Regions from separate parts of the Mus musculus genome. Here all the other regions are linked to region 5. Evidence: chromatin contacts called from public ChIA-PET and HiChIP or PLAC-seq data. All regions are on one chromosome and are shown on one strand. The core of a region is the stretch at or near the end of the contact, and the rest is flanking DNA. Distances in the headings are between cores, read along the strand shown. Region 1 holds the start of Nfe2l1 (nuclear factor, erythroid derived 2,-like 1). Region 2 holds the start of Cbx1 (chromobox 1). Region 3 holds the start of Cacnb1 (calcium channel, voltage-dependent, beta 1 subunit). Region 4 holds the start of Fbxo47 (F-box protein 47). Region 5 holds the start of Socs7 (suppressor of cytokine signaling 7).

Region 1 (3,650 bases), core at 284-2,783, 530 kb after region 5:
TTTGTAAAGTAAAATAACCCCTCTGAAACCCAACACTTGTAGCCCTGGCTGATCTTGAACTCTTCGTACATGAGAATGCCCTTGAGTTCACAAAGATTCCAAGAGTGCCAGGATTAAAGGCATGGGACACTATGCCTGTTGTTTTGAAGACCCAACAATTAATACACAAATGTCTAGTTTTCATAAATTTTGTATTCTAGTAATTTATTGGGACACACTAAAAAACGATGAAGTAAAAACAGTCTTTGAAAGTGTTAACTAGCTCAAAATAATTTGTTTCCATTTAAAAAGGTATGTGGTAGCTTAATAATTTTTGTAAGAATCAGTTGAATTCTTGGTGCATATTATATCTGTGAAACGTACTTTACATTCTGAGAACCCCTCCATATTGGTGCTAACTCTCCTAGCACAGCGTGAAGTGAACTTATCTGCTGCATTATCAGTTGGCCTTGTCCTTAATTGCACAAGGACAGCGAATAATGAACTGTCAACTAGATTATGGCCTCTTAAAAGGAGACAAGAACTCAGTTGGCATCTCACCTCTGTCCCACAGCTACACAGTACAAACTTCAATACAATGATTTCCTACATGTGGTCTTCGGACCAGCTGTATCAGAATTACTTATAGGGAACGTTATCAGGCCCCTACCACAGGGTCACTGAACAAGAATCTCACAAAGGCTTTGTAATTTGGAATCTAATAAATGATGTTGAGAGCACACTTATATTTGAGTCACAAAAAATGTTTTGGTACTATAGTTGTATGGGGAACTCTGGCAACGATGGAACGTTCCTGAAAAGCAAAAACTAAGCTGTGTGCGAGGTTAGAGGAAGGGGAGGGGCTCTTCCCGGTGTTTCTTTGATGGCAAAAACGAGTTACTATGTCCTATCTATCACACTACCAACATTTCTCTAAGGCCCTCGTCTGCCCCGCAGTTTCCACGACCTGACTGTTGCCTGGGCTACAAGATGCCACCCTTCCTGCCTGACGAACAGGTTACACCAGGCTCTAAGGCAGACAGGGGGTACCGGTTTCCGTTGCCAGGACTCAAGATGGCGACACGAACGTCGCGACCATCAGAGCCACATGCTCCGTACTCCGCCTCGGCCCCCCCCTCGGATCTCACTGGACTTTTACAAGTCACCGTGGGGACCCTCAAGGACGGAATCTCGGGCTCCGGCGTCAATGCTCCATTATCTGCCTTAAAGGACCGCATTCCTAGGCACACAATGAGCTAGAATCACCTAACTTACAACACCGCCCACCTCCAACCCGCAGCGGAGAGGTTCAGAATGCCGGACACTAGGGCCTTCGCCTCACTCATTGGTGGGTCCATACCGGGGGGCGGGCCTGCACACTCATTGGACTTCTCTCCACGTCAGTCTCGGGAGGACTGTGCCGAGTGGGCAGACACAAACTCGACTATTGGGTTTTCTTTGCTGTCAATCAAAGTGACATCCGGTGACGACTCTAGTCCCGGCTATCTGATTGGACCAACTGTTTCTGGGGTGGCCGTGGCGGGCGGGTTTCCGAGTGCAGTGGAAGGAGGGGGCGGGGAGGGAAGCCGAGGCTGGGCGCTCCAGGCCGGCCGGAGGTGGCGGCGACGGCGGCGGTGGCGAGGCCGGGACTTGGGCTGAGGGCCTGCTGTGGCGGCAGCGACAGACTGTGACCTCAGCAGCGGGTACCTGCTCTAATTCCCTTCCCCAACGAGATAGCCGCGGTGCAACAGGGCCGAAAGCTTGTGGGATAAGGGGCGGCGAGATGTGGTTGAGGAGCAGGAGGCGGGACCCGGGAGGCCGAGAGGGGTCTTGATCGGGCTCGGGCCCTGGACACGGCCGGAAAGAAACGCGGGGCCGACCAGAAAGCGTGTTCCTGGGTGGGCTGGACTGAGAAGGGCCGAGGGCATGGGAGGGCGTGGTGAGGCTGGGCTCGCGAGCGGGGTGGGGCCTGGGGAACGGAGGGCGGGGTGAGGCTCGCTTTTAAGGGTGGGTCAAGGCCAGCAAAGTAGCACTTGTCGCTCCGTGTCCCAGAAAGCTTGGAGGCGCGTCGGCGAGAGTGGGCATGGCAGCTTGGTCTCATCCAGACTCGGGTACGGCAGGGTGGGACCGGACTGGGGCCGGAGCGCTCTCTCTTTGGCCTTGTGGGCTTTGAAGAACTTTGTCTGCTCTCTCAAACTTTAAGTGGCTCTTGGGAAGTTTTAGTAGTAAATTGCGCGAGGACGGGCGGGTTTCAAAAGCAGGGATGTTTACTCAACCGAATGAGGGTATTCGTGGGTGTGTGTGTCTCCTACGTGTCGCTCCCACTTCACCTTTAGAGCGAAGTTGATAGTGGGCCACAGTAGAGGAGTTTAGGAATTTAATGGAAGCTCAAAAGTAGAAATCAGAAATGGGAAGGCAAATTTACCTTCTCCCCACTTGGCAAGTGAGATCGAGAACTTGGCCATATCCTTCTGCTTTGGCTCAGAAGGTCATGTGAATAAAGCTAAAACCTGTGAATTCAAATTCCAGGTGGAGCACGGCTCCACAATCTTCCACTGTCCTCCTGTACCCTACCCTGTTCTTTTATTTTGCCATACTGGGGATTGGACCTAGGGCCTCTAACCAGGCACCCGTGATCTGTATCCTTGTCCTGGACATTCTTTTATTTTACTATTGAAACCAGGCTGGTCTTAAACCCCTGATCTTAACGTTTCAACGTTCTGAGTGGCCTGTGCTATTAGGCTGGTCTTTTATTTAAAAAAATAAATTAATTAATTAACGAATGAAAGAATGATAGGAAAGGGGAAATGAGATTTCAAAAGTTGGAATAACAAAAAGGCATATGAAATGGAGGCCTGAACATTTTCATGTATTTTTTCACAGTCTCTCAGTAATAATCTCTGTCTTCTCTTTAGAGTTGGAAAGGACAATGACATGGGAAACCAAATTTTTTTAAGGATAGGAAATGGACTTCTTGTGCTAAAATTAGAAACTGGGTAATGTGTTCTATTAAGAGTGTTGGTAAATGAGACAAAGTGTAAGAAAGTTTTGAATGCCTTGCACGCACAGTCTGCTTCAAATAAGACCTTTTAGGAAGTGTGGCAGATTTAATATTTAGTATTTAGGGTGCTTCTTTCCTTCCTTTTCCTTTCATAGTTGGCACAGCAGGTTTGGCTTGGCTTTTCCGTGTAAAAGTAACCTTTACACGTGTTTCCTACTCTCTGCCCGAGCTTCTTACCCTGACCATGAAGTGAAGAGTGTGGAATCTTATCTTGTTGTTCTGTGATTCCCATTTCAGGGTTCTCTGGAAACCCCCCTGGTAAGTGCAGAGGAGGCGGGACACTCTGACCCAAGACAAAGACCTGTAGCTCCAGCCAAAGAAAATAAACCTTAGGAAGGAGAAGGGGGGGAAAAAAAAAAGGAGGAAAGAAAGACTCCATCAGCTGTTGGTGTGAGCAGCCTGCAGTGGATCTCCATAGAGGACAACTAATGTGAATCCGAAAGTGACTGTGTATGGGCTGTGGTGAAGTAAGTTGAGGGCCCTGAGCGCCTGGACTGTGTTAGGAACGATCGAACGGCTCAACTTTGCGAGGTGAGGTGTCAAAAAGGGAAAAGTGAATGTGGCTTTCGCTCCACGGGGTGTGCTGTCGTCTGGGGCCGTCAGGGAGCTC
Region 2 (3,569 bases), core at 364-2,863, 570 kb after region 5:
AAACCTTAGGTCTTTTGAAACTATTCCAAAAAGCTGACATGATTCTTAACACAAAACTGGAGAGGTTACCCTATGTTCTAGCATAACTCATTTTTCAAAAAACCTTTTTATGGTATTGGAACATAACTCAGTGGTAGATAACTTACATGTGTGCAAGGTCCTCAGTACCACACACCGAAATGAGTTCTATATTTCTATACTGCTTTTTAAATAAAAATATTCTCGCTGCCGGTGGGCATGCACCTGCTTTCGAGGGTCCCTGCCATTTCCCTAATTTGTAGCTCAGAGGGCAATTCTGTGAAGTCTGCTCGCTCTTTCCACCTTTACCTGGATCCTGAGAGGTAAACTGAGGCCCCCAGGCTTACGCACAAAGAACAGATCTCTTTCATTGGATGAGTCTTGCCTTACACGTGTTCTTCCACAGCCTCCCAACTCACACTGAAGACCCATTACAAGGCACAAAGTGGCCTTTTCACCCTTTCTTGACTCCCCTGGTGGCCAGGCAAGGCTTTAAACTCCTGATCGTCCTGTTTCCGCTCCCAAGGGCTACATGAATGCCATCAAGCCCAGCCCGAATTTATAAGGTACAGAGGATTGAATTCAGGCCTGTGCAGTGGGCTAGGCAAACATTCTACCAACTAAGTTACATCCCCAGGGACCCTTTATTTTCTTCCACATTTGACCAGTCACTCTAGACTTCTACCCTACCTATCCCAGCAACTCCACTTTTAGACAAGGTCAAGAAAATGCCTGACCCCCCACCCCCACCCCTAGACGGATTCAACAAATCTCTTCCCCGCTAGCACACCGTGAGCTGCCCAAATCCTCCTGTTCAAGTTTATTGGAAGTTACTTCTTCTTAACTCTGGCAAGAGAAACTTCTCTGATAGTGGCAACTGGACCCAATATCCTCAGGTTACTTTTTCTCTCTTTCCTCCAAGTGCTACGGGGGTTGCTTGCGATTGCCACCGTGTCCGCTTTCTCAGGTTACATTTCTAAACCTCGAGAGTACGAAGTCGTGGTCCCTGCCACGCACACCCAAAAGCACCTGTCCCCCTTATGGACGTCCCAAAGTTTTCTTTCTCCCGCCCAACTCTAGAGTCCCTCACTCGGGTCAAACGCTCTTGGTCCAGTTCTTGAAAAGCTAACCCTCCGCTGGCTCCGCTCATCGCGAACCACTCGGCTCCCGGGCTCTGGATTCGCTGCCCCGCCCTCTCCACACTCCCGCAACCCGCGAGCTCTGCGCGGGAAGCGGACCCGGCGGGCGCTGGGCCGGGGCGCGCCCCCCATTCCTCGGTCTCCGCTCTTCCGTTAGCGGCCCGCGCTGGTCCGCGGCCTCCCGCCGTTGCCGCGTCCCCTCCCCCCACACACCCCGCCTCCAGCCCGCCTCTTCACCTCGTAGCAGCGCCCGAGAGTCCGAGAGGAATCGGTGCCGCGCTACTCGCGCGTTGCGTCGGGCGGTCCGAGGGGAGTAGCGCGCCCAGAGGAGCAAAGAGCCGTGTGGCCACAAGTCGACCGTCCCGCTGAAGCGGCGTACCGCAGGCCCCGCTAACGGCCCTCCCCTCAGCCGAACAAAAGAGCCTCTCACTCTGCGCGGCCCGCCGCCTGCACTGCGCAGACGCGACGACCCGCCGCAGGGCACCTTGGGATTAAGAGTCGGCCAGAAACTACAGATCCCAAAGTACCGCGCGAATCCCGCGCCGCCCACCTCCACTTTCAAGGATTGTAGGGAGTTTTCGTAGTTTTGTTTTCTTTTTTGACTGGAAAGGCGAAGTCGACTGTTACTTAGAACATAACTCTACAGTCTAGGAAATTGATGGGTAGTGGTGGGGTTTGTTTGTTTAATAACAGGATACGCAGCCCAGGTGGCTTCGAACTCGTGGCCTTTCTTTTTGCTTCAAATGTCAAAGTGCTGGATTCCAGGCGCGTGCTGGTATTCCTTACTCAGTCTACAAAAGTAGGACACTGCAGGTTTGGAAACTAGCCCGTTGATGTTTGGTCCGTTTGCGTTTAAAAGAAAAATATTGTATTCGTCACCTGAGATTTATCAAATCACCTTCAATAATGTCCAGCAATCTTACCTATTATTGCCACCTGACTGGGGTTCCTACCTCTCAGTTTGAATCACTGCTCCATTCAGAAAGCAGTAGATTAACCGTCTAGGTAGACACCATCGACACTTTCTGAATTTGCTTTTTTTCTTTCCCCTTCCTTCCCTCTCTATTCTTGTTTTATTTTTGGTTGTTGGTTCTGTTGAGTGGACAGGGTCTCAAGGAAGTCTGATCTACCTGTTTTCACTTCCCAAATGCCGAGTATTACAAACACAGACCACCACATTCAAAGTTTTCCCTTTATTGCCCTTGCCGGTGGGTGACTTTCATGGGGATTTCTCCATCTCTGTGAACATCCTTTATCAAGTTAGTCTAAAGAAACGGAATTAAGCAAAAACCACGGCTGGGCTGTCATTCTTTAACACGGGTGCTACTCTGATTCAGGTAGGTTGCTGCTAATTGTTGAACTAGGAACTCCAGTAAGGACAGACGCTTCATATGACTCATTGTGTCCACGACACTCAGGATCCTTGGTGTTTGTTTCTAGCAAGGACAAGGTCATTTTGGTTGTTTGTTTGTTTGGTTGGTTGGTTGGTTTGTTTTTGTTTGTTTTTTTGAGACAGGGTTTCTCTCAAAACTCAGTTTGTAGACCAGGCTGGCCTCAAACTCAGAAATCGGCCTGCCTCTGCCTCGAGTGCTGGGATTAAAGTTGTGCGCCACCACGCCCGGCCACAAGGTCACGTTTTGACTCTCAGTATTTATTGGTAAAAATTCCTTGAATATGTGATTAAGTGAATAACTGAGATGTCCAACTGATAATAGAACTGATCAAACTTTCCAAGGCCAGATTCAAGCCTCTTAATCCTAGTACCCGGGATTGAGACAGGAGGATTGCTGGGAGTTTAAGAGCACTTTAGCACTTAGGAGGCAGAGGCAGGAGAATTTCTGAGTTCAAGACCAGCCTGTTCTACAGAGTGAGTTCCAGGAGAGCCAGGGCTACACAGAGAAACCCTGTCTCAAACAAACAAACAAACACAACAGCAAACCCAAAAAAAAAAAAAAAAAAAAAAGCGCAGTTTAGACTATGTAGCCTAGGTTACAGAGTGAGAGCTTGTCTTAAAAAAAAAAACAAACAAACAAACCAAAAATCAAAAAAACCCCGAAACAGTGACAACTTTTCTGTTCAAAAAACTAAGACAAAAGAAAAAGAGGGTTAGTTTCACAATGTTATATAAAAATTAGTCAAAAGAGACCGATTCTTCCTGAAAAAATACTTGGGTCAAGCCTCCAAAACCAGGCGACAACCCACCCGTTCTGGATGCCTTTAAGCCATGTGAGGAGAAGGCAGAGAGAAGGAAAGAGGGGAACCAGGTGCAGCAACCAAGATGGGAAAGCATTAAAAATGGGGTAGGAAGGTAACCAAAATGGCTGGGAGGAGCCTCTGGGGGAAGGGCAGCCCAGCCCCTGGTCTAACGAATTCTGGGGTAACAGGTCAGAGCTGAGGGATGCTGGGGGACCT
Region 3 (3,779 bases), core at 1,141-3,640, 660 kb before region 5:
CTCCAATCATCAAATAAAACAAACAAACAAAAATCTACATTGTTTTACAACTTATGAAACAGACTGGGTTTCTTTCTTCTCCCTTCTCTTCTTCTTCCTCCTCCTTTTTGTGGGAGGATCTGTAGACCTTACCCAGTCTGCACGTCCTCTGTAAAACAGGCTGACCTTGTACTCACAGAGGCCTGCTGCCCCTGCCTCTAGAATGTTGAGGTTAAAGGCCCTCCTGTCATTCCTAGCTAGAGAGGCCCATGCTGCTGCCTCTTGCCAGGCTCTGTTGTCCTCAGTGTGCAGACAGGAACCCTGCCAGTGTTGGCAATGTTCATGGTTTCCTCACTACTCAGGGTCCTTATCAGATGATGTGATCAGAGAATGAACATCACTTCTCAGAATCCACAGTGAGGAATCCAAACAGCACACAGGCTCTAGGCAAGCAAAACGCAGAAAATAGTCTTTATTTTAGGGCACTGGACGTTGGCAAAGCTGCTTCTTCTTCTTCTTCTTCTTCTTCTTCTTCTTCTTCTTCTTCTTCTTCTTCTTCCTCTTCTTCTTCCTCTTCTTGTTTTTCGAGACAAGGTTTCTCTGTGTAGCCCTGACTGCCCTGGTTCTGGAACTCACTTTGTAGAAGACCAGGCTGTCCTCACTCTGCCTCCCAAGTGCTGGGATTAAAGGCGTGCACCACCACTGCCTGACTTCATCTTTTTTGTTTGTTTGTTTTTCGAGACAGGGTTTCTCTGTATAGTCCTGGCTGTCCTGGAACTCACTTTGTAGACCAGGCTAGCCTGGAACTCAGAAATCTGCCTGCCTCTGCCTCCCGAGTGCTGGGATTAAAGGCGTGCGCCACCATGACTGGCTCCGGCTTCATCTTCTTATCTCTCTGCTCTCTGAGCTGGATGGAGGAGGAAGAACTGGTCCTCTTGCCACAGATGGCTCCCATGCTGCTCATTAAGCACCCCCAGAAGCCCAGCCATCATTTTTTTGTTGTGGGACTTTTTTTGTTTGTTCATTCATGTTTTTTTTTAAGGTTTATTTTATTTATATGAGTTACTGTAGATGTCTTCAGACACATCAGAAGAGGGTATCAGAAGCCATTACAAACGGTTGTGAGCCAACATGTGGTTGCTGGGAATTGAACTCAGGACCTCTGGAAGAGCAAATAGCTAGTGCTCTTAACCACTGAGCCATTTCTCCAGCCTCCTTGTTCATTCATGTTTTGTGACAGGGTCTCTCTATGTAGCTAAGGCTGGCCTCAAACTCATGATGTGATCTAGGCTGGCCTCAAGCCCCCAACATGGCTGTACACCATCAGACCCAGCTTCTGGGCCTCTTACTGTTCTCTCATCTTGCCAAGAATTTCAGTGGGCAAAGATACCATAGTATTAGCAACACTGTAGGAAACAAAGAATGCTTGTTTGTTTATTTGAGACGGGGCTTCTCTATGTAGCCCAGGTTGTCCTGAGGGTCACTATGTAAATGAGGCTGACCTGCCTCTGTCTCCATAGTGTTGGGATTAAATGTGTGCTCCACCACTGCTTGGTGGAGGTCGACCCTTTTAGGATCCAATAACCAGCTGAGCCGGAGCCACAGTTCTGGGACATTTGTTCCTCAGTCAAGGATAAAGGAGAGAGACAACCCTAGGTCAACAGTCATGGTGTATAATTTTGAATAGCTCCTCCCCCCGTTTATACTTCCTCCTCTTCCCCTTCTCTTAGAAGCAACAGGGACTTGCCAAGCCTGACTCCTGGCCTTTTGGAAGAGCCTATGAGACCTCAGTAACTGATGAGGTCGAAGCATTCCTGGGTCCCTGGATAGCAATCCTAATGTCCCTGGTGGCCTTCTTTGGACACTCACCCCATCATCCAGGCCCGGCTGGGGCCAGTAGACCTAGAGCCCGGTTGGAGAGGGAGGTCTACTCAGCTAGTTTCATGGCGGCCTGGGCCTGACACTGGGGAGAAAGGAGTTAAAGGCAGGTCCCAGGATCACAGGGACCGGGAAGTTCCGGTGGCCCAAGCTAGAGTCGCTCAGGGAGACCAGCTGAGAGAGTAGTTTGGGACAGAAAGGGAGGCGGTACCAGTCATACCGAGCGGCGTTTCACCACCTCCCCACCCCCCCATCAACGCTTGGCACACACTGGTAAACGCCCCCCACCTCCATCCCAGCCTCAAGGCCGGTTTCCCCTTAGTCCCCTGCAGGCCGCCCTCATCCCAGTCTAATCGGAGGACAGCGATCGAGCCCCTCCACGTTCTGGAGGCCAGCGGGGCTACGCCACTCGGCCATTGTCTGCGCGCAGCCGGTTGAGGGGCTCGAGGGGCGGGGCCGCGGCGCGGGGCGGGAGCGAGGGAGGGGCGGGGGGAGATGCTGAACCTTCAGGGGCGGAGGCGGCGGCGGCGGCGACGGCGGCAGCGGCCGCAGAGAGCACAGCGCGAGCCGGGAGGGCAAGCAAGGCGGCGAGCGTGCAGCCGGAGGTCCAGCTGGGAGACTGCACCCGGTGCTGGCTGCGCGACGCCGCGCTGCTCTGGGCTCGGACGGCCTCTCCCATGCGCTGAGAGCGCCCGGCTGGGCTGGGAGGGCGGCCGGACCGGAGGATCCTCTCCATGGTCCAGAAGAGCGGCATGTCCCGGGGCCCTTACCCACCTTCCCAAGAGATCCCTATGGAGGTCTTCGACCCCAGCCCACAGGTAAGGCGAGGTGGCAAGCTCGAGGGAAAGGGCCGCTCCTACGGATCTTGGGGTCGGCTTGGAAAGCCCCGGGAAGGAAAGGGTTATATGCCCCGCGTGGATGGGAGAGGGGTGTCTGCGCGACCCTCCATTCTCGAGGGTTAATGATCGATGGACTATTGGTCCGAGTCGGGTTGCGGTGCTGCGGAGCGGAGAGGAGGCGGTTGGAATGCCTGTCAACCTCGCCTCCAGGTCTCCCCCGCGTCCAGGTTCCTGCTGCTGGGGTACTGGCTCCAGCAGGCTGACAGCGGGGATGCTGATGGGGGTTGGGGGGAATCCAGGCCTTGAGAAGCGGAGTTGGAGGGAGGCTGGAGAGCGAATCGGGCGAGGGGGGCGACGCAGAGCACGTTTAGGGGCGCTAGTGGGTGTGGGTGGGGCGGGGGTAATACTGGGAAAAGGCCTAGACGATGGTCAGAGGGCGTTGCCAACAGGCCTTCGAAGGCTCAGACATTGGCTTTCGAAGGTGGAGAAGAGATCAGCTCAGGGAGGCCCTCCCCTAGTCACCTGGTCTCCATCCCTGTCTTGGATGTTTCCCTACTCCCAACACCCACATTAGCTTACCCCACCCCCTGCCCCAAGGGGTGGGAGCCGCCAAAGTTTGGAAAGTTGGATGGGTGCCAACTCACTGTCTTGGAGTGGAGGTCGCTGTTTTACCTGGGGGAGGGGCGCTGCCCTCTAGCACGTTCACTTTTCCTATGTGCCTGGGTTATTCCTAGGTAGGGGCGTTCTTGGGCATACAAGGTCCCCCTAGAATGACCAGCAGGGCATGTGGTGGCCATGCCAGGGGATTTCTCTAGGACTTGTCCTTCTCCAAGGATAGCATTAACACTTGCATTGCTGTGGCCAGCCTGGAGCAACTGTAAGCAACATGATGTGGTTGATGGGTGTGTATGGGGGGGGGGGTCAGGTCAGACCTAAAAATACTTCGTCTCTCCACCCCAGGCCCCTTGGAGTCTGGGAGGCAGCTGACTGATGCCTTCCTTTCAGCTGTCCCCTGTCCCTCTGAAGGCCACTCCCTTTGCCCAGCTGGGGTGAGGTAGTGCTGTGAAAGAGTCTTGAGGTTCA
Region 4 (4,030 bases), core at 503-3,002, 520 kb before region 5:
TGCACCCAAGCCTTCCTTCAGCTATTATTTCATCTGCTGTTTGAGTACAAGAATTAAGGTACAGGATAAGGAAGGCAGGGGGCAGGTAGTACTGAAGTATCTGTCCTAATTTAGTAAATGAGATACGAGACAGGTCATCTCAAGGTTACAGCACCACTTGGGGAAGTAAGTATGGCTACAGAAAAAGTCATGTAAAGTGGGTTTTTTTTTTTTTTTTTTTTTTTTTGCTTTTTGGGGGTAGGGTGGGGGTTTGAACCTGGGACCTCACATCTGCTAAGTACATACTAATGCTAATGCTCCCAACATCTAAGAGGTACAGATTTCCAAAAGAAACCTGGAGGAAGATTTAGAAGAGGGAAGTCAGGACTTTGAGGATGCTAGGGGTGGAAACTAGGCTCCAGTGTGTTCTAGGCAAGCATTCTACCGCTAGGCTACTCCAACCCAGGGAAGTCAGGGTATCTGTTATCTACTTTAACTGGTTGTTTGGTTTTCTTGTGTTTCTATGTGGATAGGTGTTTTTCCTGAATATATATGCCTATGTACCTGAGGAGTCTAGGAGGCCTGGACTACAAGAGACCCAGTCTCAAATAATATGTATCATTCTGTTATATCTTTAAGGCCTCCCAGACAGCCTGCCCCACTGCAGGCTTCCATCTGAATCAAGCCCTGCATACTGGATCATGATTTTTGTAATCCCAGCACTGTAACTGGCTCATGCAAGAGTCAGAGGTTTAGGCTAGCCTAGCACTACCCAACAAGACCTTGTCTCAAAGAAAAAGAGAAAAGAAAAAGACACAGAATCTGTAAATAAATGAGAATTTAATATTAAGGGCTTTGGGGGTGGGGTGGTTGAGCCAGATTCTCAAGTAGCTTAGGCTGGTTTAGCCTCCTGCCTCCATCGGGAAATGCCATCACACCAGGCATCTAACAACTTTTTAATGAAAAGCTCTTGTGACAGATCCTGTTGGCCCAGGGGAAGAGTGAATCGGAAACTGCCTTAAAACTGAGTGTAGGGATGGAGAGATGGCTCAGTGGTTAAGAGCACTGACTGCTCTTCCAGAGGTCCTGAGTTCAATTCCCAGCACCCACATGGTGGCTCATAACCATCTGTGATGAGAACTGATGCCCTCTTCTGGGTGTCTGAAGACAGCAAAAGTGGACTCCTAAACGTAAAGTAAATAAAATCTTTTTTTTAAAACCTGAGTGTAAAAAAACGTAGTGGAGCGTATAACTCCTCCAAGTTTGAGATCTCCATTTACAGCCTCCCCACTTACCCTACCATAAGAGCTCCCGTTTCTCCCGTTCAGCAACTTGGTGTCTAAAATGGAGGTAGCACGGGCTTTTAAGGGCCTCACTCCGAATAACATCCCTGAACAGGAGGGCACCATGGGAGCCTCTGCTTAGTATTCATGAGAGGGCGTGGCCTGCTTGGGGGCGTTTCCCGAGAAGGTTCTGGGTATTCATAAGGGAAAGACTGAAGAGCCGAGGTTTCTTTCTATTCGCGAGGGGGTGGGGCCTCCTCCCGTGCGTGGACTCCTGGGAGTGCTCCGAGCGATTCAAGAGAGGAGGCAAAAGAGCCGAGGATCCCGGCGTCTCATCCTTTCTTGAGAGGGTGAGGCTCCGCCCGCAGGGTTCCCGGGAGATCTCTGAATATTCATGAGGGGAGGGGCAGAGGAGGCGAGGCTGCTCGATATTCATGAGGGGGCGGAGCCTCCTCCCGCTGGGGCTCCTGGGAGAATTCTAAAATCTACTTGAGGCGACGGGGGCGCCCGAGAGCTGAGGACGCAGCTCCGGGGCGGAGCGGAGAGAGCGGAGCAGGATCCGCCCCCATTATCTGGCGGGAAAAGCCTGAGGAGATTTTTTTTTTTAATTTTTTATTTATTTTTATTTTTAAGTATTTGTGAAATCTGAGGATGGTGGGACGAGACGACTAAATCCCACTTTCCTGTGATACTGTAGCCGGAAAAACTGTCGAAATCTGTGGTAACAAGTGTTTTATATTCCCCAGTACTTCCGGTAGAAATAATTGCGTGTTTTTCAGCAGGTCCTATTTGATTTTTATGCGGGCCAGTTTCTGCTCTGGTTCCCTAGGTGACCTCTTTGGCGGTGTTTAGCGCTGGCAAAGGAACGTTAAGACAAAGCGCGGTGACTTGCTGGGGTATTTTTTCCCCTCCGGAAGAGGGTGTGGGGGCAGGGACGAGGTCGGCGCCCTTAGACCCGCCCCGTTCTCGGTGCGTGGGCGGGGCAGTGCTGCCTGTCACCGGCTCCTCGGAGGCCGAGGCAGGAGGCTCGAGAGTTCCACGCCCGCCGGGGAGCCACAAGGGAAAAACTGTATCCCATTGTCACAGGGCTTGTGCGCTTCGTACCTTCAGGCTAAGGGGAAAGCAGGAAGAGTTTGGTAGGAAATAGGTACTGTTTCCACAAAATCCTGCGCTCCTCCACCCCTAAAATAGGTCTGAGGGAGGAAAGGGAGACTTAAATGTTGGGGTTTTGTTTTCTTTTGTTTTGTTGGCTTTTTGTTTGTTTGTTAGTTTGTTTCCACTACAGTGTTTCTTTGTGAAACCACCCCAGCTGCTGTGGGACTTGCACTGTTAGACTCCCACAGACCAGGCTGACCTCGAACTCAGCCTTTGTCTCCCTTGTTGCTGGGACTATAGCTGTTCGCCAGTTGAGTCTAAGTTTTGAAATAACTGGGATCAGTTGGTTTTTGTTTTTTTTCTCTCAGAGATTTAAGTGAAAAATTATACATACACGTTATGTCTATACCCTTAATAGGTGATAAAGACCCCTGGGAGGAGGTTGTTTAGCCCCACACTAGTCTGACTAGGATGGAAGTTTCTGGAAGAAAAAGCAAATTTATGTTTTATTATAGTAAAAATACTTGAAAATTCTGTAGTAAGCATGGCAGTGGTGTTGCACGCCCTTAATCTCAACACTTGGTAGGCAGAGGCAGATGGATCTGTGTGACTGGATCTCTGTGAGGCCAGCCTGGTCTACTGAGTGAGTCCCAGGACAGCCAGCATTATTACACAGAGAAAATAAGGAAAAAAAAAAAGGTAAGAAAGAAAGAGAACAAAAGAAAAATTAAAATTAATAACAACCTTTTTAATTAAGTCAATCAGAATTCTTCCACTTGGAATTACATGAGGATATTAAAATACATATTCTTGTAGAAATACATGTATTGGCATTGAATTAAATTGTAATAAGATTACAAAATAGTATGAGTCCTTACTTTTTTGTCGAAAATGAATACATAAATACAATTTTCACAGTAATATAAACACCAAAATACATGAGTGAATTTAGTTTTCTTTCACTTAGCTGTGTTTTATAAAAATAAACATATTGTGTAAAGGTAGCCATTTTCACAATTACTAATCTGAAATTTCACTGAAATCTGAAGTAAAGCGCAACTATAGTCATTTGTTTGTTTGGTTTTTGAGACAGGATTTCTCTGGGTAGTCCTTGGTGTTCTGGAAATAGTTTTGTAGATCAGGCTAGCTTCAGACCCAGAGATCTGCCTGCCTCTGCCTCCCACCACCACCCTGCTTCACAATTTTTTGTTGTTGTTGTTTTGGGGTTTTTTATTTGTTGTTGTTGTTTTTGTTTTTCGAGACAGGGTTTCTCTGTATAGCCCTGGCTGTCCTGGAACTCACTTTGTAGTCCAGGCTAGCCTCGAACTCAGAAATGAGCCTGCCTCTACCTCCGGAGTGCTGGGATGAATGTTTTCAAATGTGTAACAATTTTGACTTGTTGTAAACTAAGATGTAACATAACAAGATAGATAAGTATCAATGTGGTTTTTAAGTTACTTTGTATAGAAAAAAAACAATATTTTTTTCAGCTATATTGTAACTCTTTGGTGGAATGTCTTTCTTGCCTCCAGTTCCTTCAGAGACCTTAGACTGGAGTTCCAAAACAAAGGGTACGGTTTTTTAACTAGAAGAGTAGACTAATACAAAGTCACTGCGTAATGCTTACTTTGCCTTTAAAGTGTTATTGTTTAGTATAAGCAAATAATCAATGA
Region 5 (3,444 bases), core at 945-3,444:
GCCCTTGGTCTGTCACTGTCTGTATGTTTCAAGACTACATCACAGAAACCATACCAAGACCAATTCCAATCAGGCACAGTGGCAGCAGGCCTGGTCCTTGGGAGGAGGTAGGAAGAAAGAGCAAGAGATCCAGACCAGTCTGCTACACAGTGAATTAAAAGCAAGCCTGATCAACATAATAAAAACCTTGTCTAACAAAACAAAACAAAAGCCACCAATTCAAGTTTAAAACAGATTCAGAACTACAACTCACAATGTTATACCACAAGGTAAGACTCATTCATGGCTGCAAAAGCTGACAGCTTTCCAAACTGACACTACAGAACTATGTCCCGACAGTAAAAGTCTAGCCACTTCTTAGAAATTCAGGGGAACAACTCACCATTTAAGTTTGGAATTGCCATTAATTGGACTAGAAGTCACTGTGTATACCTCACCTAGACCTCTCACCTCCGTGTGAAAGTGAGAGAGTCAGCACAACGCCATTCAGAAAGTGGTCAGCACACAGGCTTTAGACAGCAAATATCCAGGAACAACCAGAATATTAAGGGAGCTGCCCAGCTAATTGCTGGCCAGACTCCTCGGGCTATTTGCATGCTTGTACTTGCGAAGAGAGTGAAGGCTGGTGCACTGAGAGAACAAGCAAGACGATCAAGATAATAACAGGCAGGTGATTGACACCAGCTTTTCGGCCCCAAGGCCACACATTTCCAGCAACCTTCAGCAATGGTAGTAATAACAGACATGGGAGGGGTGCTTAAAAAGTGGGGCCGGAACAGGGATGGAAGGTGAGGCCGGGCTTCAGATCATCCCCAGCAAGAGACGCTAACCCACTGAGAAGTGTCACAGAGTGTGAACTCTCCGAGAGTTGAAAGCTGTTTCCACAATTAGCTCTGACCTAATGCGAGATGTCACCACCTTTAATCCCAAGTGTCTGCCTCCTCCTGAAGTCCACAGCTCAGCTCTAACAGTATCGTGTTGGCAGTAGGGGAAAACGAGGGAAACGAAACAAGAAATGGAACTTTGTCGCTTGCCCACCCCCAACCCCCAAGCCAATCTCACCTCCCCGTATCCAGCTCCCGGACCGCTGAGCCTCCCATGTCGGTCAGGCTCGCAGCTGAAGCTGCCAGATCTCCCGAAGGCCTCTTGCCGGTCCCATCCCCGCCGCCCGAGCCGCCGTTACAGCTCTTCGTGCGAAACAGGCGACTGAGGCGGATTTTGAAGGAGCCCTTCCGAGAAGGGCCTGCGAGAGGCCGGAGGGGCCCGGGAGGCGGCGGCGGTGGGGGAGGTTGCTGCTGCTGCTGCTCCCCTCGGCTCAAGCGCCCTGGAGGGACCAAGTCCTGCAGCGGAAAGGGCACCGGGGGTAGTTCGGGACCCGGAGGCTGCAGAAGCAGCCGGCCACCCACTCCTCCTCCTCCACGGCCGGGGCTGCTGAGCTCCTCTTCCGAGCAGCTGTTAGTCTCCAGGCTCTCGGCCTCCGATTCCAAGCCCTCCAGGACCAGCAGCGCGTCGCTCGTCTCCGTCGGGTCCTCCCCGGCCTGCGGGGCGGCAGCAGGCGGCGGGGGTTGCGGCGGCGGCGGCTGCGGGGGACACGGGCACGGACAGCAGCCTCCGCCGGCAGTCTTGATCCCCGGCCCCGCCGGCTGTCCGAGCCCCAGGGCCGCCAGCTGCGCCTCTAGTCCAGCCACGGGACCCCAGGTCCGCTCGAGCGCCAAGCCCGGCGGGAGGGCCTTGGGATCCAGCGCGCAGCGGTGCCGGGGACACAGCAGTTCCGAGGGTCCCGGCTCCCGGGCCGCCTCCGCGTCCTCCTCCTCCGGCGGCCGCCCCACGTTGCGGAACACCATCAGCTGAGGCGGCCGGGCGCCCCGCGAGCCGGGCCGCGCGAGGAAGGGTGGTGGCGGCGACGGGCCATGGCTGTGGCCCGGGGGCGGCGGCGGCGGCGGCGGGCCTGGCTCGGGGGCGGCCTCTCCATAGCCGAGGAGGCGGCTCAGGACCCGGTACGAAGCGGCCGCCGCCGCCGCCTCGCCGTCCCGGAGCTCGGCCCCCTGCATCGGGGTGGCGAAGGGAGGGAGGGCGGGCGGCTAGGAGCCGGGCTGGGTGGGGACTAGGCCGGGCCCCGCCGGAGCCCCGCCCGCCGCGGCCCCCGGAGCGACAGCGCTAACGGCCGCCGCGGCCTCTGCCTCATAGAGGGGGCGGGGGGGGGGGGGCGCGCGGAGCCCAGCGCGAGCCCAGGCCGCGCGCTGCCGCCGAGGACCGCCCCTAGACGTCACTTCCTGTCCAGGGCCCGCCCCCTTTCCCCAGGGTGCGCAAGCGTCGGACTCCACTCTGCCTGACGTTTCTCTTGGCCCTGGTAGCTATTGGCCGTCTGCTGCATCTGGGGCCTCCGTGGTCTCCGGCACCGACCCCTGCTTTTTCACTTCCTGGGCGCCCGGGCCCTGTCCACCGTCCTGTGTAGAGCAGTGCAGGCCTCGGGACCCGGGTCTGGACCTGGGAGAGGGTCGTGGACCTTGGCACTGTCTGGGGGTCTTGTCCTGTCCATGCTGCCTGGAGTGTGTGACCTTGGCCAAGTCATTTCATTACATCTGCATCCTCTTTCCTAGCATCCGATGAACTGTGGAATGACTACATGAAAATGGGTTGTAGAGCCTGCAGTGTGCTCTTCCGTGCCAAAACAACTGGATCTTTGAGAAGACAAGAGTGTGTATATAGTTAGCATAATCTCATCATGAATTTGAAATGAAGAATGGATATACACAATTCCAAGAAATGAAGATATACAATAGCCAATTCTGTACGACTGATGGCCAAATACATCCTTCCACTGATTGTTGTCATAGTGTATGTCATGTTGAGGATAGAATCCAAGACGTGGCACGTGCTAAGCAACAGTTCCATCACCAGACCTCATTCCCAGCCCTTCCCAAAATGATGACAAGTGACCAAGGACTGCAATTGTAACAAGAATTTTTACTAATATTTTCCTCTGTTGATGAAAGAGAACAGTGAAAAAGCAAAACCTGATCAAATCATCAATCATGGGGGCAACTTTGCTGAGTCGGAATTGGTTTCAGTGACGGGGAAGAGTTCCTTCAACGTTTTTGTGCCATTGCTAATGTAACACCTACAGATAGATGTACAGGAGATGTAAATCAGAATCGCTGTCATAATCTCCATCACTTAAAAAAAATGTATGTGTATGCACATGTGTGTGCAGAATCCGAGAAAGGGCATCAGATCCCCTAGACCTAATTATTAGCTGCCCCAAGTCCCTGGACATGGGTGTTGAGAGCTGAGTTCTGACCCTCTGCAAGAGCAGAACAAGCCGTTATCTGCTGAGCTAGCTCTCTAGGCCCCTCCATCTCTCTTTCTTTCTTTCTTTCTTTCTTTCTTTCTTTCTTTCTTTCTTCCTTCCTTCCTTCCTTCCTTCCTTCCTTTCTTTCTTTC

The links. ChIA-PET counts read pairs in DNA pulled down with a chosen protein or histone mark. HiChIP or PLAC-seq counts read pairs in DNA pulled down with a chosen protein or histone mark.
Region 1: a contact with region 5 is called in an RNA polymerase II ChIA-PET map of memory CD8 T cells, with 11 read pairs. The contact joins the promoter of Nfe2l1 here to the promoter of Socs7 in region 5. A contact is called at or near these places in 3 of 39 promoter capture datasets (embryonic stem cells, liver and stem cell-derived epiblast-like cells) and 2 of 115 datasets of contacts at active chromatin or transcription factors (memory CD8 T cells and pancreatic cancer cells).
Region 2: an HNF4G HiChIP or PLAC-seq map of pancreatic cancer cells shows a contact between it and region 5. The contact joins the promoter of Cbx1 here to the promoter of Socs7 in region 5.
Region 3: an HNF4G HiChIP or PLAC-seq map of pancreatic cancer cells shows a contact between it and region 5. The contact joins the promoter of Cacnb1 here to the promoter of Socs7 in region 5. A contact is called at or near these places in 1 of 39 promoter capture datasets (liver), 2 of 115 datasets of contacts at active chromatin or transcription factors (bone marrow-derived macrophages and pancreatic cancer cells) and 1 of 9 other capture datasets (adipose tissue).
Region 4: a FOXA1 HiChIP or PLAC-seq map of pancreatic cancer cells shows a contact between it and region 5. The contact joins the promoter of Fbxo47 here to the promoter of Socs7 in region 5. A contact is called at or near these places in 1 of 115 datasets of contacts at active chromatin or transcription factors (pancreatic cancer cells) and 1 of 9 other capture datasets (pancreatic islet).

Annotation. Positions count from the first base shown.
Region 1 is chr11:96,827,851-96,831,500 of GRCm38.p6, reverse strand. Nfe2l1 (nuclear factor, erythroid derived 2,-like 1) reads left to right here and starts at 1,533. Exons shown (of 5, transcript NM_008686.3): 1 at 1,533-1,682; 2 at 3,278-3,650.
Region 2 is chr11:96,787,179-96,790,747 of GRCm38.p6, reverse strand. It overlaps Cbx1 (chromobox 1), which reads right to left and starts at 1,613. Exons shown (of 5, transcript NM_001362560.1): 1 at 1,395-1,613.
Region 3 is chr11:98,021,238-98,025,016 of GRCm38.p6, reverse strand. It overlaps Cacnb1 (calcium channel, voltage-dependent, beta 1 subunit), which reads left to right and starts at 2,390. Exons shown (of 14, transcript NM_001282977.1): 1 at 2,390-2,675. The coding sequence starts at 2,592. It also overlaps a transcript of Rpl19 not described here.
Region 4 is chr11:97,881,876-97,885,905 of GRCm38.p6, reverse strand. It overlaps Fbxo47 (F-box protein 47), which reads left to right and starts at 1,752. Exons shown (of 11, transcript NM_001081435.1): 1 at 1,752-1,983.
Region 5 is chr11:97,361,042-97,364,485 of GRCm38.p6, reverse strand. Socs7 (suppressor of cytokine signaling 7) reads right to left here and starts at 2,194. Exons shown (of 10, transcript NM_138657.4): 1 at 1,063-2,194. The coding sequence starts at 2,051.